Linked DNA regions of Mus musculus: all the other regions are linked to region 1. A link is a contact called in public ChIA-PET and promoter capture Hi-C data. All regions are on one chromosome and are shown on one strand. The core of a region is the stretch at or near the end of the contact, and the rest is flanking DNA. Distances in the headings are between cores, read along the strand shown. Region 1 holds the start of Klhl11 (kelch-like 11). Region 2 holds the start of Becn1 (beclin 1, autophagy related). Region 3 holds the start of Retreg3 (reticulophagy regulator family member 3). Region 4 holds the start of Vps25 (vacuolar protein sorting 25). Region 5 holds the start of Plekhh3 (pleckstrin homology domain containing, family H (with MyTH4 domain) member 3). Region 6 holds the start of Rundc1 (RUN domain containing 1). Region 7 holds the start of Vat1 (vesicle amine transport 1).

What was found. Promoter capture Hi-C pulls out the DNA fragments that hold promoters and counts their contacts. ChIA-PET counts read pairs in DNA pulled down with a chosen protein or histone mark. Capture Hi-C pulls out chosen DNA fragments and counts their contacts.
Region 2: an RNA polymerase II ChIA-PET map of memory CD8 T cells shows a contact between it and region 1, with 17 read pairs. The contact joins the promoter of Becn1 here to the promoter of Klhl11 in region 1. A contact is called at or near these places in 5 of 39 promoter capture datasets (the C10 cell line, liver, maxillary cranial neural crest and 1 more), 2 of 115 datasets of contacts at active chromatin or transcription factors (embryonic limb bud and memory CD8 T cells) and 2 of 9 other capture datasets (adipose tissue and liver).
Region 3: a contact with region 1 is called in an RNA polymerase II ChIA-PET map of memory CD8 T cells, with 15 read pairs. The contact joins the promoter of Retreg3 here to the promoter of Klhl11 in region 1. A contact is called at or near these places in 3 of 39 promoter capture datasets (the HPC-7 cell line, hippocampal neurons and liver) and 2 of 115 datasets of contacts at active chromatin or transcription factors (memory CD8 T cells and pancreatic cancer cells).
Region 4: an RNA polymerase II ChIA-PET map of memory CD8 T cells shows a contact between it and region 1, with 11 read pairs. The contact joins the promoter of Vps25 here to the promoter of Klhl11 in region 1. A contact is called at or near these places in 7 of 39 promoter capture datasets (the C10 cell line, the HPC-7 cell line, HPC-7-derived erythroid cells and 4 more), 2 of 115 datasets of contacts at active chromatin or transcription factors (memory CD8 T cells and pancreatic cancer cells) and 1 of 9 other capture datasets (liver).
Region 5: an RNA polymerase II ChIA-PET map of memory CD8 T cells shows a contact between it and region 1, with 12 read pairs. The contact joins the promoter of Plekhh3 here to the promoter of Klhl11 in region 1. A contact is called at or near these places in 5 of 39 promoter capture datasets (the C10 cell line, the HPC-7 cell line, cranial neural crest and 2 more), 1 of 484 Hi-C or Micro-C datasets (embryonic stem cells), 1 of 115 datasets of contacts at active chromatin or transcription factors (memory CD8 T cells) and 2 of 9 other capture datasets (adipose tissue and liver).
Region 6: a promoter capture Hi-C map of cranial neural crest shows a contact between it and region 1. The contact joins the promoter of Rundc1 here to the promoter of Klhl11 in region 1. A contact is called at or near these places in 4 of 39 promoter capture datasets (cranial neural crest, frontonasal cranial neural crest, hematopoietic stem and progenitor cells and 1 more) and 2 of 9 other capture datasets (adipose tissue and liver).
Region 7: a promoter capture Hi-C map of liver shows a contact between it and region 1, with 4 times the contacts expected there. The contact joins the promoter of Vat1 here to the promoter of Klhl11 in region 1. A contact is called at or near these places in 1 of 39 promoter capture datasets (liver), 1 of 115 datasets of contacts at active chromatin or transcription factors (bone marrow-derived macrophages) and 1 of 9 other capture datasets (liver).

Annotation. Positions count from the first base shown.
Region 1 is chr11:100,470,360-100,474,077 of GRCm38.p6, reverse strand. It overlaps Klhl11 (kelch-like 11), which reads left to right and starts at 1,296. Exons shown (of 2, transcript NM_172565.2): 1 at 1,296-1,897. The coding sequence starts at 1,350.
Region 2 is chr11:101,300,869-101,305,043 of GRCm38.p6, reverse strand. It overlaps Becn1 (beclin 1, autophagy related), which reads left to right and starts at 2,758. Exons shown (of 12, transcript NM_019584.4): 1 at 2,758-2,912; 2 at 3,188-3,316. The coding sequence starts at 3,190.
Region 3 is chr11:101,117,450-101,121,455 of GRCm38.p6, reverse strand. It overlaps Retreg3 (reticulophagy regulator family member 3), which reads left to right and starts at 1,615. Exons shown (of 9, transcript NM_026501.3): 1 at 1,615-1,915. The coding sequence starts at 1,677. It overlaps Tubg1 (tubulin, gamma 1), which reads right to left and starts at 1,339. Exons shown (of 11, transcript NM_134024.3): 1 at 1,214-1,339; 2 at 797-909; 3 at 458-625. The coding sequence starts at 1,262.
Region 4 is chr11:101,251,662-101,255,802 of GRCm38.p6, reverse strand. Vps25 (vacuolar protein sorting 25) reads right to left here and starts at 2,096. Exons shown (of 6, transcript NM_026776.5): 1 at 1,996-2,096; 2 at 1,627-1,772; 3 at 807-860. The coding sequence starts at 2,048.
Region 5 is chr11:101,169,977-101,173,754 of GRCm38.p6, reverse strand. It overlaps Plekhh3 (pleckstrin homology domain containing, family H (with MyTH4 domain) member 3), which reads left to right and starts at 2,383. Exons shown (of 13, transcript NM_001346769.1): 1 at 2,383-3,030. The coding sequence starts at 2,869. It overlaps Ccr10 (chemokine (C-C motif) receptor 10), which reads left to right. Exons shown (of 2, transcript NM_007721.4): 2 at 1-757. The coding sequence ends at 141.
Region 6 is chr11:101,423,421-101,427,195 of GRCm38.p6, reverse strand. Rundc1 (RUN domain containing 1) reads right to left here and starts at 2,111. Exons shown (of 5, transcript NM_172566.4): 1 at 1,586-2,111. The coding sequence starts at 2,092. Ptges3l (prostaglandin E synthase 3 like) reads left to right here and starts at 1,868. Exons shown (of 7, transcript NM_001357574.1): 1 at 1,868-2,580; 2 at 2,928-3,041; 3 at 3,153-3,219; 4 at 3,318-3,416. The coding sequence starts at 2,573.
Region 7 is chr11:101,464,548-101,468,207 of GRCm38.p6, reverse strand. It overlaps Vat1 (vesicle amine transport 1), which reads left to right and starts at 2,009. Exons shown (of 6, transcript NM_012037.2): 1 at 2,009-2,500. The coding sequence starts at 2,075. Rnd2 (Rho family GTPase 2) reads right to left here and starts at 33. Exons shown (of 5, transcript NM_009708.2): 1 at 1-33.

The DNA.
Region 1 (3,718 bases), core at 47-2,546:
GCTTTGTACTCCACACGAATACCCTACCATAAAAATAAATAAATGTAATTTTTAGGGCTATTTACTTATTGGTGCTGGGGTGACTAAACTGCCCTGGTTTCTTTTTTTTTGTTTTTGTTTTTCGAGACAGGGTTTCTCTGTGTAGCCCTGGCTGTCCTGGAACTCACTCTGTAGACCAGGCTGGCCTCGAACTCAGAAATCTGCCTGCCTCTGCCTCCCGAGTGCTGGGATTAAAGAAGTGCGCCACCACGCCAGGCTTGCCCTGGTTTCTTACATAGCTCATGTTAAATTGGGTGTGCTCGCCGGGCAATGGTGGCGCATGCCTTTAATCCCAGCACTTGGGAGGCAGAGGCAGGTGGATTTCTGAGTTCGAGGCCAGCCTGGTCTACAAAGTGAGTTCCAGGACAGCCATAGCTACACAGAGAAACCCTGTCTCAAAAAACAAAACAAAAAACAAACAAACAAAACAAAACAAAATTGGGTGTGCTCAGGAACATTTTAGTAATCCCAAAATCCAGGAGAAGAATCAGGAGTTCAAAGTCATCCTTAACTACACAGCAAGTGTGTGGCCACCTTGGGCTACATGAGAGACACCTGCAAAAATAAATAACTTTAACGAAGTTATTTTTCTTTATACTGCCCCCCTCCTGGATTGGAAAGATAGTTTAGCAGTTAGGAGTACTCTCTCAGAGAATCAGTTTGATTGTTGGCTCCCAACACCCTTATCAGGGGGGTTTTAACCGCCTTTAACTCCAGCTACTGGGAATCTAACACCTACCTGTCCTCTGTAGGACCTGTGCACAGACACTTTGATAAGAATAAAATTTAAAAATTACTTTCTCTCCAAAGTCAATCGTTTTGTGTTTTAAGACGGGGTTTCTCTGTGTATTCCTGGCTGTCCTTTCTGAGACTAGGTCCTCGAACTCAGGGAGATCAGCCTGCCTCTGCCTCCCAAGTGCTGGGATTGGCACAGGCCAGCAGAGGCAGGGGTAAGGTGGATCTCTGTGAGTTCCAGGCTATCATGGTCTACAAAGTTAAAAAACAAACAAACAAACAAAAAATGTGTGTGCGTGTGATGGCGAGGATACACTCCAAAGCAACATAAAGTAGAAGAAAATTCAACAAAACAAGCACAGGGGGCCACCATAATGGAGGGGCGAGAAAAGGTAGACCTGAGTTTTTTTCTGGCTCCGAGAACTGCGCTTGCCTCGCTAGAGGGCGTAAGCACGGCAGAAGTGCGCAGGCGCGGCTCCGCCCCGCGCGCACTATTTAATCCCAGAATGCCTCTGTGTCGCATCAGACTTGCCGCACCGTTCGGAAGCTGAGGGGGCCGGTACGGCGGCGTCAAGATGGCGGCGGCTGTGGCGGCGGCAGCTGCCGCTGCGGCCGCGGCTGCATCTTTTCAAGTGCTGGAGATGGAGAGCATGGAGACTGCCGTCGCCGGTTCCGCGAGCCTGGCCGCTGAGGTCCGAGGCAGTGGCACGGTAGACTTCGTGACCGGGGCCGGCATCTCTACCCTCGTCGACACGGGCGGGAGCGATCCGGGCCCAGAGGCCGAGGACTTCGAGTGCAGCACTCACTGCTCCGAGTTGTCCTGGCGGCAGAACGAGCAGCGGCGTCAAGGCCTGTTCTGCGACATCACCCTGTGCTTCGGCGGGGCCGGAGGTCGCGAGTTCCGTGCCCACCGCTCGGTGCTGGCCGCTGCCACCGAGTACTTCACGCCCTTACTCTCGGGTCAGTTTTCGGAATCGCGCTCGGGCCGGGTGGAGATGCGCAAGTGGAGCTCAGAGCCCGGACCCGAACCTGACACGGTGGAAGCCGTTATCGAGTACATGTACACCGGCCGCATCCGAGTGAGCACCGGCAGCGTGCACGAGGTGCTGGAGCTGGCCGACAGGTGAGACGACCGTGGGCGAGCGAGGGCTGGGTTGGGGGGTGGGGGGCAGTGTCTGTGGTGCCAGCTCCCTCATTATGCCCGCGACGGGACAGCCACCGCGCCTGGCACTGAGGATGCCCCCTGAGAGTCTAGCTTGTGCGCATTGCACCCCTGAGCGCAGATTTCAGGTGGTAGGGACAAAGGCGATGAAAAACGGTGGGTCGTGTTCGACTCCTGTGATGATGACATTTAAAAAACGGTGAAGGGCTAGCTACGGATCGGAGGAAATGTCATTTAAACCAGCTTCGCAGTGGCAAGAGAAATTGGCCGTACAAAAGGGAATGGGTGCACATTACAGGCTTCCCAAAGGCCTCAGTCAGGGTCCAGGCTGGCTTAGAGAAGAAAGGACGTTAAAAAGAAAATCCAGCGATTCCGGATATGCTGGGTTTAAAGACCAGAGGGTGTGTGTGAGGAATGTTTGGATTTTATTGAGTGTGATGGATGGGAAACTGGGTAGAGAGATTATCTGATTTTAATATTTAAATACGAAATATTTAAATATTTCAAAAGTGAAAAGTGGATTGTGGAAAATGGATTGTGGGGAGCCAGAAAGGACGCCACAGAGGTTGGTTCGGAGGCAGGTGGAGATGCTGGTACTGTTACAAATCCTTTAACACATACCTCTGGAGCGCTAGACACTGACCTCGTTACAGTGCTGGGGGAGGGGGTATATCCAGCAGTGATCAAAACACATGAAAATCCTTTTCCTTATCAAACTCTCTGATGTTTAACAGCGAATATATAGCATGTTGAATAATTATTACAGCTGTGAGGCAGACTGAGGTGTGGGACTGTGCGTCATAGGCCCTAATGGAGAGGAGGTTTTGTTTTTTTATTTCTTTGTTTTGAGACAGGTTCGCACTATGTAATGCTGGTTGTCCTGGAACTCAATCTATAGACCAGGCTGAGAGGAACTATTTTTAAATTGGGCACATAAAGAATGTTCAGAAATCATAGCAAAGGCATATAGGTGGCAAGGTAGTGTGCTTCAGGTAGAGGGAGAAAACAGCGTGGGTTATATAGCTGCATGAAGGAGGCAGGATGAGAGGAGCAAAAGCATCCAAGTGGTGGGGAGGATGGATGGGTCCCTTGGAGCAGTGATGCTCACCCTGCCTAACACTGCAACCCTTCAATACGGCTCCTCATGTTGTGGTGACCCCAACCATAACATTATTTCCTTCCTAGTTCATAACTAATTTTGCTTCTGTGAATATCTGATATTCAGGCTATCTGATATTTGACCCCTGTGAAGGGGTTGCTTGATCCCCAAAGGGGTCACAACCCACATGTTAAGAACCTTTGCCTTAAGGCCTCATGGGCCTGTGAAAGAAGCTGACCTTTCTAAAATTAGAAGGCATTGAGAATGATTCTGTTTTACTTAATAAATTCCATGTCAAAAAAAGGGCAGGACAGGGTGCGGCAAGAGCTGTAGCAGAGACTAGGTCATTGCAATAGTGGTAGAGGCTTGGATTGAAGAAGGGAGGTGATGAGAACTGTGTCATCTGTGTGTATGCTTTGGGATTTATGTATAAGGGTGTTTTACCTGTGTGTATATATGTATAGTATCAGTGCTTGGTGCCTAAGGAGGGCAGAAAGAGGACATGTGGATGCTGGAAATTAAGCCTGGATCCTCTAGAAGAACAGCCAGTGCTTTTAACTGCTGATCCATCTCTGCAGGCCATCTGTGTTTTGAAATAGAGGAGATGAATTACTGGTGGGCTTGACACAGGAGTAAGGAAAAAAAATTTTTTTTTCGGAGACAGGGTTTCTTTGTGTAGCGTT
Region 2 (4,175 bases), core at 1,509-4,008, 830 kb before region 1:
TTTATTATTCTCTCTAGCCCCAGAGAGAAATTTTGAGAATAGTTTGAGGTACACAAGATCTTGTCTCCACAAAACAAATGAAACATGAAAAATTTCTGCACATTTAGAAAATAATTTAGGGGCTGGGTGGTGGTGGTGCACATCTTTAATCCCAGCACTTGGGAGGCAGAGGCAGGCAGATTTCTGAGTTTGAGGCCAGCCTGGTCTACAGAATGAGTCCAGGACAGCCAGGGCTACACAGAGAAACTCTGTCTCGAAACAAAACAAAACAAAACAAAACAAAACAAAACAAAACAAAACAAGAAAGAAAGAAAGGAAGGAAGGAAGGAAGGAAGGAAGGAAGGAAGGAAGGAAATAGCTGCAGCGTATCTCAGGTGGTTGAGTTATGAAAGCCTGGGTCATGTAATTGTTAATCCAGCACTCAGAAGATAGAGAGAGGCAGGAGGGTCAAAAGTTCAAGTCATTTTCTGCTGCCTGGTGAGTTTGAAGTCATCCTTGGGATTCATGAGATCTCCTTTTTTTTAAAAAAAAAAAAGCATGGGTGGGAGGAAGGAAGGAAGGAGGGAGGGAGGGAGGGAGGGAAGGAAGGAAGGAAGGAAGGAAGGAAGGATGGAAGGAAGGAAGGTTAGCTAGCTAAACCATTCATGAGAATTTATTTACTCGTGTGTGTGTTTGTGTGTGTCTGTATGTATGTGTGTACATGGATGTCTGTGTGTCTCTCTCTCTGTGTATCTATGTGTTTGTGTATACATATATGTCTACATGTGTCTGTGTGTCTGTGTGTGTTTATCTGTGTGCCAAAGACTTAACATGCAACCCTGACTGACCTGGAGCTCACTATGAGGACCAGGCCGGCCACTGTGAAGATCAGCCTGCCATTGTGCTGAGATTCAAGGCGTGCACCACCACCCCTGGCCATAAACATTTATTTTAAAACCTGAGAAAGACGTTATGATCCAATAAATAAATACAAATATGTGAACATAATTTGTAAGAACTGCAAGGGGCGACCACATGACAAACTCTTCAACCTTATCAGCAATCAGTGATATCAATTACAAGAATGGAGAACTGGAGCCGAGCATGGTGGCGCATGCCTTTAATCCCAGCACTCGGGATGCAGAGGCAGGTGGATTTCTGAGCTTGAGGCCAGCCTGGTCTACAAAGTGAGTTCCAGGACAGCCAGGGCTATACAGAGAAACCCTGTCTTGAAAACCAAAAAAAAAAAAAAAAAAAGAATGGAGAACTGCCATTGTCTGCTATTGTTCCTCAAATATATCTTATCCAATACTGGGCAAGGCATCATAAAACAGGCCCTTTAATGGATTACTAGAGGCAGAATATAATATGAGTTGTTTTGAAAACAACTGCCAATGTTAATAAAGAGAAGATTCCAAAGTCTACAGTACTTTTAATGATAAGGTTCTGTTCTAGGACAAAGTCAATTCCTCATTGTGATATTATTGTATCCACCCAAATTGGAAGCAATGGAAGTTTCCATCAATAAAGAAATTCACTGTAATCTGTGCGTTTCTGCTGTGATGTATTGCAGCAATGAGAATGTTAATTAACAAAACTGGAGCAACATGGAAAACATTCAATTATTTTTATTATCCTTAGTGGTGGTGGAGGGCAGTCCATACCCTGGAATTCCTTTGGAGGTCAACTTCATCTCCTCCTACTCCGATCCTTAGGAATTGACCTTAGGGTCTCTCTCACGTTTGGTGCACACACTTTTACAGGTTGAGCCATCTTGGCAGCCCACATATGTTAAACTTACAAAGTAGGGCTGGACATACAGTTCATTGGTGGAGTACTTGCTTAGTATATGAGAGGCCTTGGATATGATTCCAGATACACACATACTCACAGGAGCCAGCTCTCTCTCTCTCTCTCTCTCTCACACACACACACACACACACACACACACACACACACCACAAATGCATTGGTGTTTTGCATACATGGATGACTGTGTGAAAGTGGTGATAGTGGTGTCAGTTCTTGGAGTTACAGACAGTTATGAGCTGCCATGTGGGTGGATGGATTTGATTTAATCCAGGTCATCTGGAAGTGCGGTTGGTGCTTTTAACTGCTGAGCCATCTCTCCAGTCTCCACTGTCACCTTTTTATTTATTTACATTTTGTTATATACATACATAATACACACATACACATATATACATACATATAACTATCACCTTTAATGTATTTGCATTTTATTATATACACATATACAAACATATATACATACATACACACATACACATACATACATACATATAACAATAAAATTTACCATCCTGCCAAACGCACTCCCTCAGAAGGGTTTAGACAATTTGACTCTCCCAAAAATACACTTTAAAAGCTCACACATGCCGGAAGGTGGTGGTGCACGCTTTTAATCACAGCCCTTAGGAGGCTGAGGCAAGTGGATCTCTGTGAAGTGGATGCCAGCTTGGTCTACAGGGCGAGTTCCAGGTCAACCAGGGCTACACAGAGAAACCCTGTCTCAAACAAACAAACAAACAAACAAACAAACAAACAAACAACACCCTGATCCCTAAGGAATATAGAAGTGGCTCCACTTGGAAGTAACAAATCTTGAGTGGACCGTCTAAATCAGAAGAGTGTGGGCAGCTTCGGCCCACCTGTCGGCACTGCTGCACTTCCCCGCTCGGCCTTTGGATGGCGCTCCGAGCCGGGTAAACAGGGATCTGGAGCAGGGGTCCTTGCGTCAGCTCCCGTCGTGACGTCACTTCTGGTCCTGGGCGGAAGTCTTCAGCTAGCCGACCGGGAAGTAGCTGAAGACCGGGCGATGGGAACTCTGGAGGTCTCGCTCCGGGGCGGACCCGAGGCCACCGTGCCCCCGCGGTAGAACGAGCCTGGGTGGCGGGCTCCGGGCTCCTGAGGTGAGGAGCGTCGGGGCCTGAAGTGAGACCTTAGGAAGAAGCCTAGAGTCCCTGGCGGCCACTCTGGTGCCCCGTTTCCCCGCTCGGGAGACTAGACTGCCTTAGCTGGGCTCTGCCCCGGAAGCGGGTCCTCTTGGTGTCATCCCACTCCCAGAGGGAACGGCGCGGACCGGGATTTTCCTCTTCACCTCCACCACCAAGGCAGCGGGTAGCCTCGGGCCCGAGGTTCAAAGGAGCCGATTCTTCTTAACGTCGTCTTTTCTCCGCTGTCGCAGGCATGGAGGGGTCTAAGGCGTCCAGCAGCACCATGCAGGTGAGCTTCGTGTGCCAGCGCTGTAGCCAGCCTCTGAAACTGGACACGAGCTTCAAGATCCTGGACCGGGTCACCATCCAGGAACTCACAGGTCAGCAGGATCCGAGGAAAGGGGTGGTCAAGAAGGAGGGAAGTGGGCAACTTTAGGGACATTGAGGTGGCGGTCTCTGGCTTTCGGTTTTCTCGTCAGGAATAGACCTCTGACAGTGTCTCCAGAGTGAAGGAGTATTCACATATAACAGAATTTCTTGAAGATTTACCAGTGTATCAATCAGGTGTCCTGTAACAGTCCCCGTGGAAACCAGGCTTGGTGGCTCACATCTATAACTGCAGCAACTCAGGAGGCTGACGCCGGAGCTGCCTCAAGTTCCAGGCCAGCCTGCGCTATTGAATGAGACCCTGTTTCCAAAAATAAAAAGGACAGGAGAAGTGCCATGGTGCATCCTCTTACAGGTGACGAGTTGAGGTTAGAGCCATCAGTGAGCATACTTACCTGAGGTCCAGTGAAGTGTAGGAGAGCCTTGAAGCCTGAAGAAGAGAGTGAGAGAGGTGATTAGCGAGTTTAAACACGTTCATGGGCCTGGCATTAGCATGGAAACCTTGGCTTTGTTGTATATAGCTCCCTAGACCTTGATTCATTTTTATTCATAATTAGTATTAGTTATGTGTATAGGTGGTTTGCTTACATGTACATCTGTCCATGACGAGAATGCCTGATGCCGGGAGAGGCCAGAAGAGGGCGTCAGATCCCTGAACTGGAGTTAACAGGTGGTTGTGAGCCACCGTGTGAGGGCTAGGACTCGAACCTAGGTCCTTTACAGGAGCAACAGGTGCTCTAAGCTATTGAGTGATCTGCCCAGCTCTTTATTTTTCTTCTCCTTAAAAAAAAATTATTTTCATTGTTCTTGCTGTTGGTATAGACAGAGTTTCACTCTAGCCCTTGCCTGGCT
Region 3 (4,006 bases), core at 366-2,865, 650 kb before region 1:
AACCTGCCAAATAAACAGTACTGATACAGCCGTGGAGCTTGGAGGTGTGTTATCAGACATTTCTACAGTGAGAGGCCTGAGTGCTGACAATAAGGTAACGAGATACATCAACATAGCCTTCCTTCTCCATTGCGCATTGGTTTTGCTAAGTGAAGTTTGAAATATCTTTGATTTCAGAGTTTTGTTTTGAGTCTGAAGAAGTAGATAAAATATCATAAACCCATGGTACTTACTTCTAGGGTTAGTCAGAGGTTTACAAAGATAACACAGAAAGTATTTAAATGGCCTGCAACAAAGCACTAGCTAGACTGCGTCCTTAGCGTTCCAGTTAGCTCCTGGAGCCATGGCTATCTTACTCAGCACTCGAACATCTCTGACCTAGTTTCATCTGTAGAAAAACCACAGGGCCTGTGCCCACCCACAGAGTTGAGAGCCCTTCAGGGGAACAGCAAATGACCTGGGAGAATCCGCTGGCCCAGTTGTTGCCAGCTCCTCCGCCATGCTCCGACAGGTAGATGTTCTCTGGGTTGTAGAGCTTAGCATAGGAGGAGTTTAGGATGGAATGGATCACCCGGGGCTCCAGGTCCAGCAGCACAGCCCGGGGGATGTAGTGCTCATCATCTGCCTGTCAGAGGGAAGCCAGGATGGGTCAAGTCCTGAAGCCTCCCAACTCTGGCTCCTGCAGGCTCTCCCTCAAGATAGCCACTCTGTTCCCATCCATCCACTCAGAGTTTCCCAGCACCAGATCGCGCTGCCAGTCCCGCCAGGGTCCTGGTCAAGTCACTTGGGGGAGCACCTGGTAGAAAAAGACGTCCTTTCGGTCAGTGCCCTCCGTGGCGAACTCTTCTACGATGCCCTCGGGACTGATGCCATGCTCGGCACATAGCTGTTTCCAGAACTCGAACCCAACTAAGAGAGGGAGGCGGAAGGTGAAGAAAAAAGATACGTGAGTCTGGGTAGGTTCCAAATAGCCAGTGGGGGATTTGAACGCCTGGGTCTAGGGATCTAGATTAGCCTTGGGACTCCCTAGTGTCTAGGCCAATGACTGGACAGGGGAAGGTCCATTGGCTTTAGGCAGTTGGGCACAGGGTTGGGAATCGCCTTTGTGGGGGAGAACTAGGATTCTGCAGACAGACCGAAGCTATGACCTTATTGCGAGGGCCTCTTGCACCTAAGGAACCTGGGAGGCAGAGGGTCTGGGAGGTTCGCTCACTCTGATTGCCGCACTGGCCCAACTGTAGGGTGATGATTTCTCTCGGCATCGCTCCTCAGACATCGGCGTTGCAGTCTCTCCCGCCAGCAACACCGCCGACCGCTAGCGCGCTCGCCGGCAAGACGCAGGCGCCAGACAATGCGCTCCACCCCTAATCGTTCTCCGCTCCAATGGGAGCTGGGTTCTGCAGATGAAATTTCCTCCTTCATCGGGCTTCAGTCGTGCGAGTTGCGCGTGCGCGGCTCCGAATCGCGCTCAGCGCCGGGAACGCATTTCGACGCAGTGTTCTCTTCCGTCTGATGAATGCGCACCGGAGCGTCTGCGCATGCGCGCGTGGGCGTTCCGGCACTTGCCCCGCCCCGCCCCTTCTCCGCCCGGCCGCAGCCAAATCGTGCTTCTGCGCAGTCGGTGTTATTGTGACTCCCGGGCCGTGGCCCCGGATGTTGTGGCTGCTGAAGGGGAGATGGAGGAGGCTGAAGGGGTGGCCGCGGCCCCGGGTCCAGCTTCGGGGTTGGCTTTCAGGGGCCGCCGAGCTATGTCCGGCTCCTGGGAGCGCGACCAGCAGGTTGAGGCGGCGCAGCGGACCCTGGTGGAGGTGCTGGGCCCTTACGAGCCTCTGCTGAGCCGGGTGCAGGCAGCCCTGGTGTGGGAGCGGCCGGCCAGGAGCGCCCTGTGGTGCCTGGGGCTGAACGCGGCGTTCTGGTGAGACACCCGGACCCTCACTGACCCTACTAGGCGGGAATTCCTCAGGTTGTTCTGGGGGGGGGGGTGTCGATCTCTCACCTGCCCTGTCCTGCCTTCTTTCGTCGCCCTGGCTGCTTCTGATACTTGCCTGATAATGCTTCACTTTCCCCAGCATCCCGCCTGCCTCCAGGCTTTGGCACCCCGGGTGCTCGCAGGGCCTTCCTGGTCTTCTCCACTTGCCCCCACGACTCGCCAGAGAATCTGGTACCATCCCGTGTCGCTCGCAGTAAGCCGGGGTGCCTCTTGTTAGCGAGAGAAAGTGATTTCACTTCGAGACCATTTCCTCCGTTTCTCTTGCTTGCCCCAGGGTGGTGGTTCCGAGAGGTTTTAACTTAACGATGATGGGAGGAGAGGCAGAAGGGTATCCCTGGGTGTGAGGAGGAAAACAAGCTTGAGCCGGTTATCATGGATTATTAGCATGTTAGATACCGTCTCACCCAGTCAAGTTGGTGAAGTTTGTGTGGAGTTTCAGCTTGAAAGAAAAGTAGATGTATTAAGAAGGAAAAAATTAAAAAACAGTGGTGATCTTTCATCTGTTTCAGAGCCACTTAGGATTGCAACGCTTCCCCCCAAAAATTAGACCTTAGCTGTGGTTCAAGGAGTTTGAGGCTGTCTGAGAGCCGTTGAGTTCTCTTTCACTGGACAAGTGGCTTTATATTAAAGTGTGTGTTTCATTCTCTGGAAAAAATGAGAGCACCTAGGAGGAGTTTGGGCTTCATCGAGTCTACCAACCATGGTTTGGGTTTATTAATAACCATAGTACTGATCAAATTCCAAGGGAACTGACATATCACTGAGGCTTCTACAACCAGAAGAGATGAGACTCTTTGAATAAGCCTGTGTGTGTGTATGTGTATAGGGGTGTGGTCCTGAGATGGGGTGGTCGTGAGGAGTTGTGGGTACTTGTAGAGGCTAGAAGCATCAGATCCCCCTGGAGCTGGAGATAGGTGGGGGTTGCTGGGAACTGAACTTCTCTGGGAGAGCAGTATGTGCTCTTAGCCACCGAACCATCTCTCTAGCTCTGGAACACATTTCAAAGCTGCAACAGATTTGCTGGTCCTCAACAGTGTATTCTTTTTTGGCTCCAAATATCCTCTCCACAGAGCAGGCCTTGAACTTCTGACCTTCCTGCTCCCAGCTCCCGAGGATTGGGGCTATTGACACTGGCCACCATGCTGTACCATAGTGTTTACTTAGGCTAAGTCTGCGTTTAGAATCTTTCTCAGAACCCCTCTTGTGCTAAGTTGTGACTGATCCCTATCTCTGGCATTTCCGGGTAGTATGCCTGCTGTGTAGCCACAATGCAGGAGGTGGGGGAGAGATCCACCAAAGTGAGTGTGGCCTAAGACTTAAAAAACAATTGAGCTTGTCATTTATAGAGGGGACTCATACCTTGGGAGGGGTACAGATAGTATTAAAGTCCAAGCGGGTTAAAGTAGTCAGACATTGGCACTTATAGAATTGTTTTGGGAGAATGAATTTCTTTGAGGGCTAAACACAGTTCACTCCTCAGTAGTGTCTTTGTGAGTGTTGTCATTTCACTTAGTAGAGTAAAGAATGACTAGATTTTCAACGAATTGAAGAAGTATCACTAAGTTAGGTCAGAAACAACAAATCTGAAGTACTTCTTATATTATTTATTAGGAATAATGACGTTATCAAAAGCTGAGGTGCTTTTGATGAGTCAGAAGATTAGCTTGATACTACAAAGTTGTCACCTGAGTGCTGGAGTCCACCTTAGCGTAGTAGAGCCTACCTCCAAACCTGATGCCCTGATCCAGCTTCTGTAAGCTGTCACCTGACTTACACACACACACACACTCCCCCCCCCTCTGTCTCTCTCTCTCTCTCTCTCTCTCTCTCTCTCTGAAAGAATTTTTTTTTTCCCAAGTCCTCCAAATTCAGGGCACATAGTGTGTTTAGTGATGTACATTCCTTCTCTGGTGTAGTTTTCCCTGTACCTGTGACTATGCCCTCTTACTTTCTAAACACAGGAGGTTCATAAAAGAATTCCATGTGGTAGGGTGCCACCATGTATTTCCAGGGTGT
Region 4 (4,141 bases), core at 847-3,346, 780 kb before region 1:
TGGGGGTGGGGATGGCAGGAGGTGGGGGGTGGGGGGAGAACTAGGCCATCTCAGAATACTTGAGGCTTCAGGCTGAGAGAGACAAAAAAGAAAAAAAAAAAAAAAAGGTCACTAAAAGGAAGAGTTGCCCTGTTGTACCCTCAGGGGAAAAAAAATCCCAAGTAAGAAGAAAAAAAGTAGGGGAGGGGCCGGATAGATGGCTCAGTGGTTAACACTGACTGTTTTTCCAGAGGACCCGGCTTCAATTCCCAGCACCCACATGGTAGCTTACAACTGTCTGTAACTCTAGTTCCAGGGGATCTGACACCTTCATACAGACATATAAGAAGGCAAATACCACAGGACATGTGAAAAACAGTATTTAAAAAACAAAACAAGCTGGGCGTGGTGGCGCATGCCTTTAATCCCAGCAGAGGAGGCAGAGGCAGGCGGATTTCTGAGTTCGAGGCCAGCCTGGTCTACAAAGTGAGCTCCAGGACAGCCAGGGCTATACAGAGAAACCCTGTCTCGAAAAACCAAAAAAAAAAAAAAAAAAAAAAAAAAAAAAAAAACCAAACCAAACCAAACCAAACAAAACCAGGGGGCCTGAAGAGATGGCTCAGTGGTTAAGAGCATTGACTGCTCTTCCACAGGTCCTGAGTTCAATTCCCAGCAACCACATGGTGGCTCACAACCATCTGTAATGAGATCTGATGCCCTCTTCTGGTGTGTCTTAAGAGAGCAATGGTGTACTCATATACATGAAATAAATAAATATATCTTTAAACAGACAAACAAACCAACAGGTATCTGAGAACTGAACCCACCTTTCTTTCTCAGTTCTTCTAATACAATCTGAATTGACTCCACAGGAAGTTTCCCTGGCTTAAGGTTAAGGGAATGGCCTACATGTAAATTAGGTTAAATAAAACATTTTCGGAGTTCGGCCCACGATAAAGAATGATCTAGCCCCCTCCTTTCCCTGCCATACATACATGCAATTTTTGAAGAAGATATGTTTGCATTTCCTCAATATTCTGGAAAAGGAGGTAAAAAGAAACTTCCAGTTAGAAGGAAGAACTAGCAAAGTGTGTTACAGGCCTGTAATACCAGCTCTTATGGGATGGACACAGGAGAATCACCAGTCCAAGGCTGGGCTGGGCTATAGAGATCAGGTCTCAAATAAAAGGCAAGAGTTTTAGAAAATAAAGGGTGTTACCCTTTACTTCATTCTCTGTGCCTTTTTCTCCACAAATTTTACCTATGAATCAGAGAGCAAAAATAAATGACCCTCACTTCCTGGGAGAGGTGGGGCAAGTCAAAAAAATTATTAAAGATGGTTTGGGATTTGAGGCTCACAGAGAGGAGATTCAAATAGTTTTAAAGGGTCCAGTGTGTAAAGCTTGGGACTTAAAGACCCCAGCACTCATTAACTAGGGTAAAGGGAGCTTGCACTGCCTGCAAAAGTGCATATAAAATGATTATCTGCCATTTAGTTTTGCTGTTTCCCAAGTCCAGGTTGAATAGAAGCCTGCCTACTGTGGGTAAAGGGAGGTGGGGAGATGCAGTCTGGGCATGTAGAAAAGTGTGGGAGTGCGTGTGTGTGGGGGCTGGGGGTGGGCTATGGAAGAGCCTGAGGGAGGATACGCTGTAGCTTGACGTTGTTGAAAAGCGGGCTCTCCTGGGCTTCCATCACCGTCATGCTGGACTGTTTGTGCAGGCGGCAGAAGGACAGAACCAGAGAGCACCAGGCGGCCAGCTGCTTCTGCCGGGTGTCCACGTTCGGCTGTAACCTGCCGGGCGAAGGGAGCAGGACGAGGAATTAAAGCGTGGAAGAGGGCGGCAGCAGCACCAGCCTAGCAGCACGTTAGGGGGAGACAGTGACGGGCTGGCTGGACAGGAAGGCGGCCGGCAGCTCCCGTCTCCCCCGGAACCCCAAGTGAATCATCAGGGCTGAGCCCTGGGCCCCGGGGACGGGAGGGAGCTACACTGGGCTTCTCAGGGTCTGAGCCTCACGTAAAGAAGGGCGGGAAGCGGTACTGCCACGGCCACTCGAAACTCATCGCCATCGTAGTAGCCCAGAAAACCCGGAACCGACAAGGGGCTTCCGGTCTCCGCCTCAGCATGTCCGGGCTGACAGCACAGCAGAAAGGTTCCGGACTCCTCTCGGGAGGCGCCGCAGTGGGATGGGAACGGTTCTTGTCACCAATCTGCTGCTGTCTAAAGAAAAACTTCAACATGAAGCGCAGGAGTTCTGGGTCTTGTCGCTTAAACAGAGGGAAACGGGGGCGGGGGGGGGGGGGGGGGACGACGACACGTAGTTTCCCTCTGCAAATTGCGAGGTCAGCCGAACGCAAGTTAGAATCCACATCTGGAGGCTTCACCTTCGTGTCGGTTGCCAATTTAAACTCATGATGCCGAAATTTCCTGCATTCCCACCCAGGTTGACTTCACTCTTAAATTTCCTGTAGGATCATGGGAGCATATTGTGTGGTTTGCATCGCTATACGCGATTTTCAAAGAATCAAAACTTATTGCTTTTTTCAAAGAATCAAAACTAACGTTTAGCTCTTAACCTCTTCCTTTCTAGACCCCAGACTTGGAATCCCTTTGGCTTCATCTGACTCATACCCAGCCTACACTAGTCAGATCTGTCCCTTTGCCTGCCTAAACTACGGGTCAGTTCCCAAACCAGAATTACTGTTTCCATTCTCCCAACAGTACTTCCACTGCTGAGCTGTGGAAAATTGCTGAAGACCAACCAGAACATGTTTACTGAGTCCCGGGCTCGCTGACTAATCTCACTACTGGACTCTCAGGGGAGCCTTGTTGGATCTAGAAATACAAGTTTGGGAGTCTTCTGACCTGACATGCAATATGAACCCATTTAAGGGATAAGAGCACTAAACAAAAGGTGTATTGAAAAGAAGGCTGACCTTGGGCTGCTAGGAGATGCTCACCTTTAAAGAGCGAGAAGAAGCTGGGCTGTTTTCATTGATTCCCTGTTATCCTCATTCAAAATAGTCCGCCTGTGTCTATCTTTCTGTTCCCTGAAGAATTATTGTGAGAATCCCTTAATCTCTCTCTGTCACAATGTTTAATTCATAGCTCCAAAGCTCCTCCCCATTTTTTCTTCCTTTGCCTTTTGAACTCAAAACTGCCATTCTTCCTTTACAAGTAACGTGTTGCCTCAATTTTTCAATTTCTTTCCGGATATCACTATCATCATGCCTCCCTCCCTTTCTGTGTAGCTCACTTTATTTCTATTTAAAAGTAATGTTAGGGCTGGTGAGATGGCTCAGCAGGTAAAGAGCACTGACTGCTCTTCTGAAGGTCCTGAGTTCAAATCCCAGCAGCCACATGGTGGCTCACAATCACTCGTAATGAGATCTGACGCCCTCTTCTGGTGTGTCTGAAGACAGCTACAGTGTACTCATATACATACATAAACAAATAAATCTTAAAAGAAAAAAAAAATGTTAGCTGAGCACACCTTTATCCCAGAGCTCAGCCTTTAATCCCACTGCCTCAACCTTCTGAGAACTGAGATTACATGTGTGTGCTGTGTCCATGGTCTGTTTTTTTTAAAGATATATCTATTTTAGATATGTGAGTACACTGTAGTTGTCTTCAGACACACCAGAAGAGGGCATCAGATCCCATTACAGATGGTTTTGAGCCACCATGTGGTTGCTGGGAATTAAACTCAGGACCTCTGGAAGAGCACTCAGTGCTCTTAACTGCTAAGCCATCTCTCTAGACCCACCTTCTTTCTTTTTAAAGAAGGTATTAATTTCTTTTTATTTATATGTATATATGCATTTATGCAAGTGCTCCTGGAGACAAGAAGAGGATTCCCTGGAGCTGGAATTACAGGTGATTGTGAGTTGCCTGACATGGCTATTTAAATGGAATAGAACTTTGGTCCTTTGTAAGAGCAGTGACTGATCTTAATCTATGAGCTATCTTTTCAGCCCCCTACATTTTCCCCCCTTAGGTCAGTTCTGAAGGTCAAAGTCTGACTTATCTCTAACACCTCTCTCTCCTTTACCCCCTCATGACGGATGGTCCTATAGATTCCCTTCATTGATTTTAATCATAACTCCTACTTATAATTAGGTTTGCCTCCCCGCTCATCAGTTTGGCTAAGTCTTGATTTTCT
Region 5 (3,778 bases), core at 1,134-3,633, 700 kb before region 1:
TTCCGCCGGGACCTGCGGAGGCTGCTCCAGGGCGGAGGATGCAGCCCGAAGCCCAACCCTCGTGGCCGCTGCCCCCGTCGACTCCGCCTTTCTTCCTGCTCTGCTCCTACTGAGACCCACAGTCTCTCTTGGGACAACTAGGGCTACAATTCCAGAGAAGGGGGAGGGCTAAAGAAACAATCCCAGGGAGGGTAATAGAAAGGGGAGTAAGTAGGGGGACGTTGAGAAAGACTTCAGGATCTAAAGAGATTGCCTCTGCGCTTAATTAAATTGATTCTGTGCAAATGAGATGCAACCCAACTACTGTTACTATTTTTGAATTACCAGCTTTGGTTGCAGCAAGGCCAAGACAGTGGGTTACACCCCACGCCCCTGCTTGCGTCTCAGTGGGAGGTGTGAAGGGACAGGGGTTGCTGAGTCGGCTAAAGCTTTGAGTACTGACACGCCCTATGCTTCACTCGGTCTCTGCCAACCGAGGTGAGGTGGGAAAGCTGCCAGGTGAGGAGGGGCGGGGTTTCTCCTCGGGAGTCAGTGTAAGAAAGGGCTTTCTAATAACCCTATCGCTATCCAGTAGTGGCTGCTTTAGCAAGTACCTAGATCCCAGCGTGTGAAATGTATGGGGTGATGCTGTCCCCAGCTGTACGTGCGTGGGTCTGGTAGAGGCTGGAGGCAAGAGATTCTAGTTTGGGGTAGGTTTTTGGATCCCTTCTAAAGTCCTGCTGTGCAAAGAAAAACGCTAATTAAAAAGTTGAGTCTGATGGTGTGTGGACTGGATACCTGTAGCCCCAGCCACTCCAGAGGTTGAGACAGGAAGATCAATAATAATAACAATATCCTGCCTAAGAAGAAATAGAAAAATGTCAAGGTGGACTTTTCTACCTAGGATATATATATATATATATATATATATATATATATATATATATATGAATGAGGGGGATTGCAATTTGCAAATTTTCCGAGAGGTGTTACTGGGCCTGAGCTCAGAGTGTGGGGCGCTTGCCCACTCTGATTATTTCCCCTCGGGGATCAAGCCAAAGGAAATGAGCATAGCTTGCCAGGAAAGGGGAGGTTAGATATCAGACAGAACTCTCCAGCAGGCAAGTGTCTAGGATCTTGAAGAGGAAGGGAGGTTATAGTTGTGGTCTGGCCCTCAGAAATCTCAGCATACACCACTTCAATCTGGAAGTACCATAAGGATGGCTTCTAGAGATGGTGCATTGATTTCTGGTCCTTGCTTTGCACAACTGCCAGGATTGTGCTCCAATGAGACAGTTCTTCCCAGTTTAGAATTCGGTCAGCAAAGTCAGACCACCGCTCCAGCCTGGAGTCTAGGGGCAAAAAGGGCGTGGCGTCCCTAGGGAGGCGTTGGCCTGAAGTCTGCACTTCGTCCAGCCTAGCCTAGCCCAGCCCGGCTAGTCGTGTGTCCTAGAGCCTCTGGCGGTGTAAAAGACTTAAAAATTTGGCCTCTTGGAGTCAGAAACGAGGAGAAGCTCGAAAACTGCGCAGATCCTCCAAGAGGCGCACACTACCCACCGGAGCGGACCTGGAACCCTCCGCCCGTAACCGCGGGAATCGCCGCTGAGTCAGCAACGCGCTCGAGTATGTGCGCGCTCCCACTGTCTAAGCTGTAGCGCGAACCCCGCCCTGTATTCTTTAGCGCCCTTGTTAACCCCTTCTTGTTCAGAAATGCAGCATAGTCGCCCTGAGAGGCCTCTGATCTATTGATTTTCTTAAACCACAGAATCCCCGAGCATGCCAAACCACTCTCCCCATTCCAGTTCAATGCCCTGTAAATTCACTTTTATTTCAGATCTTTGTCTGAGGCTTCCAGGAGTTCCTTTCTCAGCTTTTTCATCTCAAAAGTGGAGGTGGCTAAGATCTAAATCTGGACCCTTTTAACTCCAAGGATGGAGCTGCCTTTGCAGCTAGCTAACTCTCTCACACGCAGGTGTGGAATGCCTTGAAGGTAGTAAGGCTCTTTGTAGGGATTCCAAGATGTGACAGGTAATCACAGGTCAATAGCCTAGCTTCCTTCCAGCTTTATGCCCTTCCTTTTCCAGACCTTCGAAAAGGGTTTTTTAATTTGCTGCTTGGTGAGCCAAGAGTTAAAACAAGAGCACGAAGGCGGTCCTACGTGACGCCACAGACACCCCGTGTCCGACCTCAGAAGCTCCCTCCCCAGTCCCCCCCCCCCCCGCCCCTCCCTACTGTCACTCAGCCAGAGACACATGATGCAACCCGCCGCGGTTTCAAGCTTGGGATTGGTCTCCCTGACCGGCGCCAGGAACAATGATTGGGCAGAGGAGGCTGTGACGCAACGTAGACCCTACCCTGTGAAGAAGGGAGGAGAAAAAGAACAGGGAAGGCGGAGGGAAGGAGGGGGGGCAGAGAGGGAGGCGGGGTCTGGGAACTCTGCCCGCGCCCCCAACGCGCCAGTCCCGGGGCTGCAGGGAGCGCAGCGCGCGCCGCCCGGGCCCCGGCCACCGGACGCCCTACCGGACACCACCCTCCTTGGAGCTTGGACAACCGCCCACCACGATTGCTGCACCAGACACTGCTCCTACAGAGCTGGACACTACAACGAACACTACTTCCCAGCTCCGGACATTGCTCCCGGCTCCCTTCCCCCGGCCCTGGACGCTATCTCCCCCCTCCTCTGCCCGGGCCCAGACAGCGAGCCCCCAGCGGGCTCTGGTGATAGTCCTTTTGCACCTCAGCGCTGGACACTGCCTCCTTCCGGCCCCCTTCTTTCCTCTCGTCACACCTCTTCTCTACCCAGTTCGGGTCGGAGTACCTCCAGTTTCTCAGATTCCCTGCTGCTCAGGCAACACTGCCTGCGCCCCCATTCCCAGGCTGCTCGCCCGGATGCCTCTCCCCGGGGGATTGTGGTGGCTTCTCTGCTGCCGTCGAGGCTTCACTCTTCTGCACCGGGACTACGGGGACGGCGAGCTTAGCGGGGACGGGGACGAAGACGAGGACGACGAGACCTTTGAGCTAAGGACCCCGAGTCCAGCGGGCGGCGGGAGGGTAAGTCTACAGGGATTTAGAACCGAGTTCAATCTTTCTCACTACAACCGGCCGTCACGCCTGAGCCTGCTCCATACTTGGGCCAAACGCAGTCCTCTTGGCCAACTGCAAATGTGGGGGAGATTCTTGTCTGAGGGCCAGAGCCCCGGGAGCTCCAGGGGCAAGTAGCCCTACTAGGGATGCGCCTGTGGGCTTCGCGCTGCACACAAGGCGCTGTCCACCTGCTGGGGGCCCTGAGGCAGAGGAGGCGTCACGCGTGGCCCAACCTGGCCCTGCCTCTCCCTTCCCTGCCGGGCCCGCGTCCCATCCCGTCTCCTTCCGCCTCCGCCAGAGCCAAGGAATGTGGCGAGGCCGGCTGGGCGGCTGGAACGCCTGGGTTCGCTCTGCTCTCAGTTCAAGAGCACTGGGGCCAGATGCGGGAGCTCCCACCGCAGTATCCTGGGCGAGGGCAAAAAGACATCCTAGAATTGGGGTCTGCATCAGGGACCCCACAAAGAAAAGGCTCGGGACGATGGCCCTTTGAGGACTTCTCATTATTCCGCCACTTAAGACAGAACTCTCTGCCTTCTCTGGTGAGGTTCCTGGGAAACCAGAGGGAATGGGTGAGGGTGACTTGGTGGCTGAAAATTTTTTTTAATCAAATCTCCTTTGGGAGAGAGACACTCAGGCACAGTTGGTGTGTAAGACCTCCATCTTTCGAGGAGACCTCTCTCACGTCCTTACCCACCAGAGGCAACCAGGCTTCTGT
Region 6 (3,775 bases), core at 862-3,361, 950 kb before region 1:
GGTAATTGGGAGAGACTGGTGAGATAGCTAACTTGGTAGTGTGCCTGCCTCGAGTGTACTAGGTTCTGGGTTCAAACCCAAGCACTGACTAACTCCGGTTGGTCCACCTGCCTATAATCTCAGTATCCAGAAGATGGAGGTGGGATGAGGAGAAATTCAAGGTTAGGAACACCAAGCCTGATGGCTTGTGCTTGATGTCTCGAACTCACATTCTAAGGAGAGAACTAACTCCTAAAAGCTGTCCTCTGACCTCCACAAGTAGGCTGTGACACCAGCACTGTGCTCCTACACACACACACACACACACACACACACACACTAAAACCCAAAAAAACTTCAAGATGATTCTATAGCAAGTTCTGGGTCAGAGAGCCTGTCTTTTAAAAAAAATCAATAATAATAATTTTCAAGAGCTGAGGACATAGCTTAATTGGTGACAGAGTGCTTGTCTACAACATGCAACTTCCTGGGTGCCACCCCCAAGACTGTTCCCTTTGCCCCCCCCAAAGCAGAAAAAATATATCATTTTGCCCAAAGAATGTACTTAACAATACAGCTGCTTAATTGGCAGAGCGAGGACAATTTTTTTATGTCATTACCTTGACAATTTTTTCTGAAAGTGACAATAAAAAATAGAGACAGTACCATCTCTGCCCAGGACCTTCCATGGCATTCAATACTGGACAGGGCCTGGCCACTTTTTAAGTCTGTTGACTTGTGGTTGACTGCTCCTTGTGCAAGGGTATATGGGTATGAGAAGGAAGGAACTGGAAACACTTCAGATCAGCATAAGTCACTATCTCCTACCAATAAGTTTTCTTGGCTAAACCATTTTGAGTGGGAAGAAAGCCACATGTGGACTGCAATCTGCACAACAGGAAGCGGAAAAGGCGGCCTGTCTCAAAACTTCCAGCTTCCAGACGTTCAAAGTTTGTAAGGAATCTTCCCGCGTTGTGGTTTACAGAATTTCCTTGCTTCTTCGGTGTACTGAAGAACGCACTGGTCAGTCAGAAGGCCCCGTTCAGAGAACCCCGTTATTAACCAGGATGGCAGAGCAGTCTGAAAACACTGTCAGGACATCCTTATAGTCAGGTGTGTTTCTTTCCACTGCCAAGGGATGGTGTCTGTTCACCAAAGCCGTCACTGAGATAAGACAGCATAAAGATCACAGCCTATCTATATGCCAAAAAAAGCACGGGGCATTAATTTCAATTTCCATGGATTCCAATTCACTTCCCTTTCACTTAACACTTCTCCCGTTCCCAATGTTCATTCTATCAATAAGTGCTCAGGGTATATACTTCAGGGTAGAGAGAGTGACACAAATACACACTCAAGTACCTCAAAGTCGACAGAGGCAGCACGGCTTCCATTACCAACTGCCTTTTCAATACTCTTTAAGGCTCGCCATATGTCTTTCTGCATCTTCCTGACTCTTCTCTCTATCTTGCATACACGTGCCTATAGTACTTCCAGCTCGGTCGCTCCTCACCCTTTCTACCTCGGTCCGTGTCAGCATCACCACCCACAAACTCCCCGCCTGCATCATCTTCATCCGCATCCGGAACTAGCGGCAGACACTCACCTGGTCCTCACCCCGCACCCGTGGCCGGTCCCCCGGCAGCACATCGCTTTCGTCACCGCCACAAGGGTCTGCCAGCCCCTCGTAACCCAGGACGTGAGGACAGCCGCGGAAGGCAAAGTCTTCGAGCTCGCGCAGGAGACGCTGCTGCTCCGCCGGCGCCCCGCGCACTACCTGGCGCAGACGGAACTGCACCTGCGCGAAGTGCGAGGACAGCGCGAGCAGGGCCGAATCCAGCTGCCGCCGCTCGGCTTCCAGCCGCCTCAGCGTGCGGACAGTCGCGTCGGATGGAGAGCCCGGAGCCGCTCCAGGCTCTTCGGCTGCCGCCGCCTCCGAGAACGTCGCCGCCCCAGGACCGGCCTCGGCCACTGCCCCCACGGGAGCCCAGCGCACAGTCTCGCATGGTGGCAGCGACTCCTCCTCCTCTTCTTCTTCTTCCTCGTCCTTCGCCTTAGGCCCGACAGCGGTCACCACAGTTCCTAGCTCCGTAGCCACTTCCACCGTCGCCATCTTCCCGGAAACGCCGCCCGCACGTCAGTGGCGCCCCCTTGCTGCCATGGCAACGGGCTCTGGCAGGGAAGCCTGGACGAGTGGTGGGCGGGTCTTGCACTCCTCCAATCTCGGGAGGGCCCGCCCCCTCGGGACTTTAATGCATTTTGTGAATTAGACACTTTGAGTTGGAGGAACAAGTGAATGAAACCGAGAACAAGTAACTTCCTGCATATAGGGGCTAGAGTAGCCCTTTCCCTGGATAGAGAGTAGATATTGTATTTCTGATATGTTTATTTCTGGAGACCCCGAGATGTAGAAAACGCTCCCGGTGTCCTTCTGGAGTCCAAATCACTCTTGCTGTCAAGCCAACTTTCTTTCCCTCCCTCGCAACCCTTCCTCCTACCATATAAGGAGAGGCAGCTGCTAGGAGCCTCCTAGAATCTAAAGATAGAGGCCTTTTCTTGGGACTCCAAAAGCCACGGGGCAGCTGGAGTCACCATGGAACGGTGAGTTTCAGGCCGCCATCATACAGGTCCTACATATTCCCCTGTCCGTTTTCCTGCAGATTTCCTCTCCCACATTTGTAGAAGCCGCTGAGTCTGCCCACCAGCACCCCAGACTCCACGTCTCTGTGACTGTGGGTGAGAGGGGGTGGTGAGATCTGAACGTATTTTCTAACTCCTTACTTCCCTTGGCTCTCTGGGTTTATTCTCGCCACCTCTGCCCACTCCCACTACTCCCCTCTGTCTGGTTCAGTGGCACCACGTACGACTCTACTGTCTCCTCCCTCCACCTTTCCATATTGCCTTCAGTCTTGCCCACCCCTACCAAGCCCCACCTCCAACCTCTTCAGGCAGCCTGCCCGGACTCTGTGGTACGACAGACCCAAATATGTTTTCATGGAGTTTTGCGTTGAGGACAGCACCGACGTCAGTGTGCTCATTGAGGACCACCGCGTCGTGTTCAGGTAGTAGTCTTCCCCTGTGGACTGGCCTGGGGTCTCAAGAACCGTTCCTATCCTCCTGGTGTCTCAAGAACTTATCCTGTCACTTCCTATGTCTCTTTACTGTAACTTTAGCTGCAGGAATGGTGATGGAGTGGAGCTGTATAACGAGATTGAATTCTATGCCAAGGTGAACTCCAAGGTGAGGGCAGGGTAAGGATAGTCATATCTGAACAAGAAAGGCTGGCCAAGCAAGGAGACTGGAAGTTTATCCTAAAAATAAGGCTATCTGTCTGACAGGACTCCCAGGATAAGCGTTCTGGTCGCTCCATTACTTGCTTTGTGAGGAAATGGAAGGAGAAGGTGGCCTGGCCTAGGCTCACAAAGGAGGATATAAAGGTGAGTGTGTGTGCAGGAGTGGTCTACTCCTGTGCTCTCCCTTCATCTGAGCATTCTCTCTGTGCACCCAAGCATCAGAGTTATATCTGGAGCTGTGTTTGGCTTCTTTCCAGTCACTATTTTAGGGAGTCCTCTGGGTCGTGTGTATTTGATATTCTATTTATTCTGAAATCTATATATTTCCTCCTAGTCTAGACAGCAACCACCAGGGTTTGTTGGGGGAAGTAGGTTTTTGTCTGTTCGCTTTTGTTTTTGAGTCAAGCTCTTTTGTTGTTGCTCAGGCTGGCCTTGAACTTGCCATCCCTCTGCCTCAGCCTCCTGAACATTGATATTGCAAGCATGTGTATGACATTACAGGT
Region 7 (3,660 bases), core at 760-3,259, 990 kb before region 1:
CCGAGCCCCCGCCCGGGGCTGCGGGCCCCCTCCGCCCCGCCCCTAGCCCGCGGGCCGCACCTCTGGCCCCGCCTCCCACCCGCACAGCCGAGGGGCGGGGTTCGGGACGGGGCGGGGCCTGGGAGGAGGGGAGGGGGACCCGAGTTAGACTCTAGCGCGCAGCTGTGACCCCAGGAGCGCCTGAGGGTTTGTGGCCAGCGAGCCCCGTTTATTTGAGTTCCTCGGGCATGGAGGCTGGGCTGACCGAGGGCGAAGTTCTGAAGGGTCAGCTGCGAAGCTCCATACACGGGCGCAAGGCCTGAGCCTTCTGTGTGCCCACGCGTGCACGCAGGTGTGCTAGTGCGGCGGACACGCGCGGCGGCAGCAATCTATTTCCCGAACACAGGGGGGCGTGAGATGTTAGGAAAGGGAGGATTTTTGATTTTTGTCTCCCTCCTCCACTCTCGGGTCCAGACAGAGCTTAGGGAAATGGAAGTACGGACCTTAGCACTCCCACCCTACATTAGTGACATCATAGCTTTCTATCTCCATAACGACGGGTGGCGGGATCTAGGCCTGTGACCAACCTAGAAGCATGGACTAAGTTCCTCTAGCCAAGTACTGAGTGGAAAGTTTTAGGGGAGCTTTTGCGTCCTCTGGTGGATGTTTTGGTAGAAAGAGCAAAGGGAAGGCTAAGGAAGCTAGAATCCTTTGACAGCTAAGCTGGGCCAGAGCTAAGCCCCAAAGCCAATTTCAGCCTCATCTCAGACTAGCAATAAGCAAACCGCCATTTGCATGACATCTTTTGCCTAGAAGAGGATGGAGAAAGGGGCTTGGAGGGCTGTGATCGGGATGTAAAGTGAATGAATGAATGAATGAATGAACAAATAAATACACATACATACATACATGCATACATAAGTGAAAAAAATCCTTCTTTAGCCGGGCATGGTGCTGCACGCCTTCAGTCTTAGCACTCATGAGGCAGAAGCAGGCAGATCTCCCTGAGTTTGAGGCCACTCTAGTCTATATAATGAGTTCCAGGTCAACCAGGTCTAAATAGAGAAATCCTGTCTCAAAACAAACAAAACTCTTCTTTAAGTCGAAGATGTTCATTTTAATGTTATCTCGTTTTGAATAACCGTGTAAAGGTAACTAAAGCACACAATCTCATCGCTGTTTTACAAAAAGTAAACAGACACACAGCATTAACACCCAAAACTGTTAAGTTTAAGTTAGAGATGTAACTCGGGAGTAGAGCTACATTCATGAGGCTCTGGGTTCTATCCTCAATTCCAACAAAAGGAAAAGAGAGTGTGAAAGAAAAGGGAGGTGGTGGCACATGTCATTTTAACCACAGAACTCCGGAGGCAGAGCCAGCCTTGTATTCATGGCACCTTCTAGGCTCCAGGCCAGACCTGGCTACATGGTGAGACCCTGTCTTAGAGGTTCTCATGCTTGTAGTTTGCCACTGCAAGAACATAGTGAGTAAGCCGGGCGTGGTGGAGCACACCTTTTATCCCAGCACTTGGGAGGCAGAGGCAGGCGGATTTCTGAGTTCGAGGCCAGCCTGGTCTACAAAGTGAGTTCCAGGACAGCCAGGGCTACACAGAGAAACCCTGTCTCAAAAAACAAGCAAACAAAAGAACATAGTGAATAAAGTCTGCTTATTAGTAAACGGTAGAGTTCAACCTGAGGCACAATTTCACCGGAGTCTGATCCACAGGTGGCTAGATTATAAATTCAGATTTTAAATTATCCTTCAGACTGTGTCACGACAACTTTTAATTCGTATAAGGCTTTCTACGAATAAATCAAGTCTTAGACTCGGCATGCCCCAGAATCTCCTCATGCTTATCAGTCACACGCACGTACACCACCACCCTCCACCTGCACCGCTAGTCTTTTCGCGCCCTCGCAGCTCGGTCAGCAGAGGGACTAGCCCTTTAAGTCCGCCCGCGAAGCCCCACCCCCCGAGCAAGGCCCCGCCCCACCCACTGGTGTCCGCAGCCTGCGCTCTTCCTGACGCGTGTCCCGCCCTTCCCAGCTGTGCACCGGTTCTGTACAGCTGGGAACGCACGTCGCGAGTCTAGCCATGTCCGCGGAGAGGGAAGCAGCTGAGGCGGCCACTGTGGCAGCGGCGACCGAGGCCGGGGCGGAGACCGGGACCGGAGCCGGGGAGGGTGCGCCTTCGCAGCCCCCGACAGTCGAGGTGGCAAGCGACCCGCAGCCACCCCCGGCCCCCGAAGCGTCAGCATCCGCTTCGGCACCGCCACTGCGCTGCCTGGTACTCACCGGCTTCGGTGGCTACGATAAGGTGAAGCTGCAGAGCCGGCCGGCGGTGCCCCCGGCCCCGGGTCCGGGTCAATTGACGCTGCGCGTGCGAGCCTGTGGGCTCAACTTCGCCGACCTCATGGGCCGCCAAGGGCTGTACGACCGACTACCGCCTCTGCCGGTCACCCCCGGCATGGAGGGCGCGGGCGTGGTAGTGGCAGTGGGCGAAGGCGTCGGCGACCGTAAGGTGAGCGGTAGCAGGGCAGGAGTGGGCGCGTGCCGGGGGTGTGGCCGGGCCGGGAAGCCAGCAAGGACGCGGGTGGACTAAACATGGAACACATGGAAAGCAATTTATGTCTCCAGGCGTCTGGGAAAAGGATTTACTGGGAACTGGCAACAGTGTTATTGCCCCTTCCCAAAGCATTTTTTAGTAGTGGCCGCCGCCCCAAGCGGAGTTGGGGGGAAAACAATAAGGCGCCCAGGCGCATGCGCAGGATGACCTGCTCGCCCCCCTCCCACCCCCTTCCCCAAGTAAAACCACACCTGTACCCCTGCCCACTAAACACTCCCGGGGCAGTTGTGGTTTGTGACTCTGAGTGGTGGCTAACTCCCCCTTCCCTCCCGAGGGAGCTTTGAGAAGCTATGTAGATGGGGTTAGGCGGAGGCTCAGAGGCCGTGCCAGAGCGCTAGTCACATGCAGCCCCGTGGTGTATGGGGGTGTATGACGGCCCCTCCCCGAGCTGGGCCAAAGGGGACACACCCATCATGGAGCCCAGAGAGGCTGGCTTCCCCCACCGCCACGGGCCTTACGCTACTACTCGGGTATTTGACGTGGGGGAGGCGGGAATCAGTCTCCCATCTTTGTCTTGGGCTTGCTTTCTCGTGACTGCAACTCCATCCCTTCTTCAGTGACTCAGCTAGCAGGCCACGACCCAGGGTTACCCTTGGGAACTTCCGGCCCAAACCGCTGCTCCTCCTCCCTTTCAGAGGACCCCAGCCCCCGAAATCCAGGCGGAGCCCATTTGGACTAGGGTAGGGAGGTGTGGCACCTTGAGCAGGTTGGCCCAGCTTTGCCGGTCTGTTTCTCGTTTATCATTAATCACAGCCATAACCTTGGCCACATGAGACTTACAGAAGACCAGCTTTCTGAGAGATCCCGATTGAGGCCTCTTTATATCAAGTGTTTAGGAGTTTCTTTTCAAATCCAGCACCTTCATGAGATGCTGCCCCAGAGCAGTCTGAGCCTTTGCTAACCTGCTGGGTTTGCTGCATTTGTTGAACATCAAAACAGCTCCTCCTTAAAGTCGTTCTTTCTGAATCCAGCTGTGGTCACACCCTTGCCCTGACTTAGATATAATCCTACTCTTGGATGGTGCTAAAAGGACTTTGGAGGGTAGGGGTTGGAAG